Regions from separate parts of the Mus musculus genome. Here region 2 is linked to region 1. A link is a contact called in public HiChIP or PLAC-seq data. All regions are on one chromosome and are shown on one strand. Each heading gives the region's core, a stretch centred on a gene start, on an enhancer-like site or on the middle of the called end of the contact. The rest is flanking DNA. Distances are from core to core; before and after follow the strand shown.

Region 1 (3,415 bases), core at 741-3,240:
ATGCCCCCAGGGAGCTGTCAATCACCTTCAAACCCCAACCACAGCCCCCACACCGCTAAACTGACCCTCATTCAAACATGGAAACAACCGGTTTGTCCATCACCAAGGTCCGTCCCTCTGTCCCTTTCTTTTGGTCTTCGGGCCTTAGCCGCTGTGCTCCCCTGCGGTGAAGGCTCTGCCCGCCCGCAGGGAGGACGGAGATGGTCACTAAGCTTTCTGCAGGCTTTCCCGGACGCCAGTCCTTGGATCTTCCACAAAGATGAGTAGAAAGAGCATCAGCCGGACCTCTCGGGTGCTTGAAGATCACTGTCATTTGAGGTCCCGCGGGCCACAGCCCATAAAATGCAAAGCAAAGATCAGCCAAATTTCAGAATCGATGCTCCCTCCTGGAGCCCTCAGTCTGTCCGGGGAACCCAACTTGCCCCCGGGTAGAAGAGGTCCGACGCTCATAGTTCTTCCAAGTTGACCCACCAGGATTTGAGACCCGGGGGCTCAGGGACAGCGGGTCCTCCCATCTGCCACTTCCACAGCGGGTGGGCAGGCGGCGGCTTGGCGTCTCCCTGGAGGCGAAGCGAGGAAGCCGGCCCTAGGTCTCCGTTCTCTTCCACCACCAGAGCTGGGGGACAGGGGAAGCAGTCAAGGAGGCTGAAGGTGCTCGATGTAGGAAGCGTCGGGACGGGCCGCCGTGGCTGCACACTGGGCGGGGGCGGCGCTGGCCGCCGTCGTTTCTTGGCTGCTCCACGGGCTTTGGCCGCGGGCCGTTCGGGCCCTCGGCGCAAACTTGGAGTGTCCAGGGCGAACCCCTTCGCGTAACACCAAAGTTTCGAGCGGCGGATCAGGCGGTTGAAATGTTCCTGGCGGAGATCGCGGGGCGGGTCCGGTGCTGCGTCTGCCGTCGAGGGGCTGAGCGCGGGTGCCTCAGGCGCGGTCGGCGCAGGGTCTCCACCCCCTGGAGCCTCGGAGGCCGGCACAGGCTGCTCGGAAGGCGCAGGCTCCGGGGAGAGGCCCGCAGGTGGCGACGGAGGCGGGGAGCCGGGCTCAAGGGGCGGACTGCTAGCTGCATCAAGACCCCGGGCTGGCCTGGGCGGGGACCAGGCGGGGTTGGTCGGAGAGTCCTGAGGACGCAGGGGAGCAGGGCAGCGGCCCGGAGGTGCGCAGGAACCAGCGCCGAAGTGCGGGAAGCCGCCTCCGCCCTCTTCCTCCTCTCCACCGCCTGGGCACACCGCGACGTCTGCATCCTCGCGGGCCGGGGAGCTCACGTCGCTCGGCCGCCCGGCCTGTCCCCCGAGGTGCTTCAGGCCGTCCGCGGCCCAGCCTCCTGTGCATGGCGAGGCCGGGGGGCCCAGCAGCACCGGGGTCCGCGGCGCCAGCTCTCCAGGCCCCAGGCCCAGGGAGGACGGCCGGGGTTTGGCAAGGGCGCAGAAGGCGAGGGCACGCAGGCACAGTGGGGAGAACTCTGGGGTCCCCCGACGCGGCTTCAGGGGCGTAGGCGAGCAGGGAGACCCCCGCGGGGAAGCGGGCACTGCCAGGCGGGGAGGAGGACACAGAGTCTCCATGGAGCAGCCTTGGGGGTCGCCCACTGCGGGGGCCCTGGTCCCAACGGCGGGATACCCCGGCGGCCCGAAGAGCCTGCGGGCCAGGGGAACATCGCCCCCCGTCGACGGGGAGGTCTGTGCTCACGGGCGTCCGGGGCCCACCACCAAGAGCCCGCGGCGGCGCTCCGGCTCTCTCCTCGGTATCGTCACGCGGCCCTCGCCGCGGCCGGACTCCTGGGTCCCCGCGCGTCCCCGGTGCGATCGGTCGCGCTTCCTGCCGCCGCGTTCCCGGCGCAATGCCCGGCACGATCACCCCTCAACGCCGAGGCGGGGGCAAACAAAGCAGCCGGCGCTCGCCGCCGGCGGGAAGGACCCCGGCCCGGCGCCCGGTGCCCGGGCCCAGCGGCGGGGAGGGCGCCTTCCGCCCTCTCAGCTTCTTTCTTCCCCGCTGGCTCCGGAGACCGCGTTATAGAGAACTGCCCCCTCGCTGCCCCAATACCAGCGCCGCGGCTGCGAGCCCGCCTCTGATTGGGCGCTGCTGCTCTGACGTCACGTAGACCCCACCCCTCTGGCGGCACGGCCCCCGTCCCCATTCCGCACACAGACACACACACGTGGACCCGGAGCTGCTGGGCTGGAGGGCGGAGAGCAGGGACGCGTGGATCTAGGCGCGCGCGGGTGGAAGTGCGAGGGGCCAGACGCACGGCTCCTGGTGGCCTGTTGATGGCCTGGGATCGTTTTAGCTGGTCGCAGGTCCAGTCACTTGTTTACCCAGTAGAAGTCGCGGTTTTTCCGCATCTGTAAAATGGGAAAGTTTGTTTCAGCCCTTTGGAAGAAAATGGTGCTCCGTGAATTCAGAGAGACAAACTCAAAACCAACGTAGAGGAAAAAGATGAAGCCGAGCGTCGGTGGCTTAAGAGCTTGGTGTAGCAAGGAGTCGCTTGCTAAGAGTGTCCTGTGGTCTTTGCTCAGGGCCGGTAGAACAGGGGCCTGGCACTCGGGAACTCAAAAGCAAACAAAAACGCTTGTAGAGTGAATGATTAGGAATTCGCTATATATGTGCAAGATTCATAAAAGAAAAAAATAAATTTGGAGAAAGGGGAGCTTCGACACACCCACGGAAGACAATAAGCTGACTTTCTCTCCGTACTTGTTTCCTTTTCTTGGTGAAGTATGGAAGTGCCCCACATCTTAACGGAATTCCAACGCGCTGGCACCGTTGGGAGCCTCCAGATCCCAGGACTCGACCATCTGGATCCTGAGCGACCTGAATGGGTGGAAAAGACCAAAAACCTTACTCTCCATCCACAAACAAAAAGTGAATAATTTCCAGAACATGCTCTGATAATGTACACATCTCTCACATCTCTTCCCCTCTAGTTCCTACACAGCCTGCTCATTTGTGAAACTGGCTTGTTCCTTAGTGCTGACCTCTCCTCGGAGTCTAGAAAGAGCTGGTGCCCTGGCTGCACAGTCGAGCCCAGCGGCCAGTAGAGCATCCAGTCTTGATCACTGCTATATCCCTACTGCCCAAACGGCACAATAAACATTTGTGAGTCTTTGGGCTATTCATCGTCATCCTAAAATCAGGTTAGAAACAGCTGCTTTTCATCTGCAGAAGTACACGAGATTTATATGTTGGCTTGGACTAGGGGTAGGATGAGACTGAGGGATACAGATTTTTCTTCTGAGCCAGGGCAAAAGAAAGCTCTCCCTCCCTCGCTGATAGGGTCTCACCCACCATGTGGCCTGGAACTCCAGCGTCTGGCTTCACCCTCCCGAGTGCTACACTTAACATGTACAATCGCTTTTTCTGTACCAGGACAAATGATGCAGCTTGCATCCTCATCCTCCCAGCGGTGACAATAGACACACTGTTT
Region 2 (3,433 bases), core at 483-2,982, 190 kb before region 1:
AATTCAGAGAGCTCTGCCTGCCTTTCCTCCTGAGCGCTTGGATTAGGGGCGTGCACCAGCACTGCCTGGCCTGTCTGTTTTATTTTGTGAGACTAAGTCTTGCTTTGTAGCCTCGATTGGCCTGGAGTTTGCAGTGTACACCAAGATGGCTTTGAACTCAGAGATCTGCTTGCCTTTGCCCCTCAGGTGTCATATGCCACTATGCCTGACCTAGAACACTTTTGTGAATAATACTTACGTGTTTTCTGTGCTTTTGGGTTTGTAATTGTTGGATCATATAGTAATTCTACATTGATATTTTGTTTTGTTTTGTTTGTTTGTTTTCGAGACAGGGTTTCTCTGCATAGCCCCGACTGTCCTGGAACTCACTCTGTAGACCAGGCGGCTTTGAACTCAGAAATTCGCCTGCCTCTGCCTCCCAAGTGCTGGGATTAAAGGCGTGTGCCACCACTGCCTGGCTGATTTTTTTATTAATTATTTTATTCATTTACATTTTAAATGATATCCCCCTTCCCGGTTACCCCTTCACAAAGTCCCCATCCCCCCCCATGAATTTTTGATGCATTTATTTATGTATGAGTACTGTATTTGCATGACAGAAGAAGACATCAGACCGAAGAGGGCATCAGATCCCATTTCGGATGGTTGTGAGCCACCATGTGGTTGCTGGGAATTCAACTCAGGACCTCTGTATAAGCAGCTAGTGTCCTAACCTAGGCCTTGTTATTTTGATACAGGGCCTCTCATTTTTCTAGAGCCCAACAAGTAGGCTAGGGTTGTCTGGTCAGTGAACCACAGCGAACCATTTGTTTTGCCTCCCCAGCACTGGGACAACACCGAGATTACATACACACTGCCACACCTGGACGTTTTTGGGGGGGGGCGGGGGGGGTTTGAGACAGGGTTTCTCTGTGTAGCCCTGGCTGTCCTGGAACTCAGAAATCCGCCTGCCTCTGCCTCCCGAGTGCTGGGATTAAAGGCCTGTGCCACCACGCCCGGCTTTTTTTTTTTTTAACTTTTATTTATTTATTTTTATTAACTTGCTTGGGCTTGAACTTGAGTCCTTATTCTCCCAAGGCCCTTTACTGACTGAACTATTATTCCATCCCAGCAGTTTCTGAAAGCCTGCTCTGGACAAAGGCACTCTAGGGCAAATCCACTTCTGAAAAGCAGTAGCCTTCATCCTTAGGAGCTGTCTGTCCAAAGGGAGAGGCTGCAGTTTCTTTCTCCTGTCACTAGGGACAGATAGATGCAGGCCAGGTATTCCAGAGACCCCAGCCTGCCATGGGGCTACAAGCCCTTACTCACAGGGAGCTGCCAGAAGAGAGGACACCCAGAAGACCGAAGACAGCGCAGGGGTGTCTGGGTGGAGGGATTGTGGTGGGCCCTGACCCACACTGGCTGTGGTTGCCTTGGCAATGGCCTGGGTGTTTACTTTGTGGCTGACTCCGAGCTCCCTCTCTTCAGTAAGTGCTCATTTCCCACAGAGAGCAAAGACTCTGCCTTCAGCCCCGCCCCCTCGGCGTCAGCGACCTCCTGCTGGGCTCTCGCGTGCCAGCCTGGCATACTCCTCCTCTACTGCCACACTTGGGGTCTCATGTTGTCCATTCCCAGAGGGCCTAGAGGCCAGGTCTGTGGGCCTTCTTCCCCCTGTGAGGGAAGGGAGTGTGTCTCAGCCAATAAATGCCTCGGGTCAGCTGTGGGCGGAGCTACGGTGCCTCTGTAGGTCAGCAGTGGGAGGGGCCATGATGGCAAGTTCTGCATGTGCCTTGTCACTGTGTCTTGTGCAAGCCTAGCTGAGTAGCTACGTGGCTGGATATTAAACAGCTTGCATTTTCAAGCTCCTACTGTGTACCCTGGGTCGGTGCTGAGATTTTCATTTTTTGTTTTTGAAACGGTTATGCTATCCTCTAACTGTCCTGCTTCCTCAGTTGAAAGTACAGACAGGTACTATCACACCCTGCTAAGGCTTTCTTTTGTTGATTTAATCCTTCCAACATCCTTTGGGTGAAAGTTTGGACCCACCTTCATTTTGTGTGCTGACTCCTGTCTGCGATTGTTCCTTTCCCTCCTGGACAGATGGTGGTTGGGTGCCAGGCATGGAAAATACTCCCCTGCCCCCTACCTCAGCCTCCCTCTTCCTTGGCTATGACCCACTTTGAGAGGGGCAGGGATCACTGGTGTGTCACTGTGGTCTGAGAAGGAGAGCCCAGGTAGGGAAGACCTTTTGAGTCACCTGGTGCCAGCTGTCTGGAGCAGCCCAGGGTCCCCTGCTTCGCTGCCGATGTGATGCATGTCAGTGGAGGGGGTGGGAGCTTCAGCCTGCCTGGCCTGCTTGTCAACTTGGCCTGTTAGGGCATGTCAGAAGGGGCCTCTGCTCGATCGAAGCTGGGAACTGAGCTGTGAATGGGGCTAAAGGGTGGAGGAGGCCCAGGAGGCACTGCCCTGAAGGGAGGAGACTAGGCCAGGGGGCAGGCATTGTCTGTCACATGCTCCCATGGCTACCTTAGCCCTACCTCTGGATTTGTCACTGTGTGTGAGGTTGTGGGTGGCTACGGGTCTGTGTTTGATGGTGTGAGAGACCAGATGGATAATTCTCGGGGGTGGGGGTGGGGGCTCCTATTGGTCACCTGCGGTTCGGGGACCTAAGGTCTCGGAGGAGGTGCTGAGCAAGCAGAGGAAGGAAGAGCGGGCGGGCCTGACCTTGAGCCCTGTGACTCTGGCTTCCTGAGCTCAGGCTCAGCAGTGTATCTATCAGCTTCCCTCCTTCTGTCCCTGACCCTCGGGCTCTGGGCAGCTCTCCTCCCTGCCCCTGGTTCCTGGTGACTCTGCAGACTTCTTTTCCTCTGCTTTCAACCCTCGTCTCCTGGAGGGCTAGCCTGGGACAGCCCATTACCCATTACTGCTCTTCTTTGAAGTCCAGGCCCCTGACAGCATGTCAGGATTCCCCTTTGGGTGTGAGGACTGCCTGACCCGTGTCAATGAGAGCAGCTGGCTGGGCCAGAGTCTGGAGCTGGGGGACGCTGGAGGCACTCCTGACACAAGGGCCCTGCTGGCAGGGACTGTGCGTGCCTTAGATTTCCAAGGGGTCTCACCCTGGCCCATGGCACCACTCCACATGTGGTAGTTGAATGGATAACCCAGAAGGTAATGTCGAGGGATCTAGGGGGAGGGGGGTCAGGCCCTGGGATGCAGTCCTGGTATCACAGGGGTGAAGCCTTCTCTTTCTCCATCCTTGTCTTTAAGGGGGTTGAGGTAGGAGGGTGGAGGTAGACGTGGCGGTGCATGCTTTTCTTTCCAGCACCCAGGGGGCAGAGGCAGGTGGATCTCTGTGAATCCAAGGCTAGCCTAGTCTACAGAGTTAGTTCAAAGCCTCACCTCCTCAAAAAGGAGAACAGGGGATGGAGAGATGGCTCAGAGTACACAGTGTCTT

The links. HiChIP or PLAC-seq counts read pairs in DNA pulled down with a chosen protein or histone mark.
Region 2: a contact with region 1 is called in an H3K27ac HiChIP or PLAC-seq map of extraembryonic endoderm stem cells. The contact joins the enhancer-like site here to the promoter of Epop in region 1. A contact is called at or near these places in 8 of 39 promoter capture datasets (the 3T3-L1 cell line, the C10 cell line, the HPC-7 cell line and 5 more), 2 of 15 datasets of contacts at CTCF or cohesin (embryonic stem cells and large pre-B cells), 18 of 484 Hi-C or Micro-C datasets (8-cell embryo, CD8 T cells, the G1E-ER4 cell line and 11 more), 28 of 115 datasets of contacts at active chromatin or transcription factors (bone marrow-derived macrophages, cardiomyocytes, craniofacial prominence and 17 more) and 6 of 9 other capture datasets (adipose tissue, bone marrow-derived macrophages, embryonic stem cells and 3 more).

Annotation. Positions count from the first base shown.
Region 1 is chr11:97,627,726-97,631,140 of GRCm38.p6, forward strand. It overlaps Epop (elongin BC and polycomb repressive complex 2 associated protein), which reads right to left and starts at 1,991. Exons shown (of 1, transcript NM_175332.3): 1 at 1-1,991. The coding sequence starts at 1,556. The coding sequence ends at 447.
Region 2 is chr11:97,433,544-97,436,976 of GRCm38.p6, forward strand. It overlaps a transcript of Arhgap23 not described here. Among named protein-coding and RNA genes, the nearest start is that of Arhgap23, 15 kb to the right of the region's middle. Within about 2 kb of position 1,733, at least 374 of the 459 cell types and tissues checked have an H3K27ac peak or open chromatin away from gene starts, as enhancers often do. A contact at or near this core is called in 8-cell embryo, CD8 T cells, the G1E-ER4 cell line and 28 more, where this site is marked.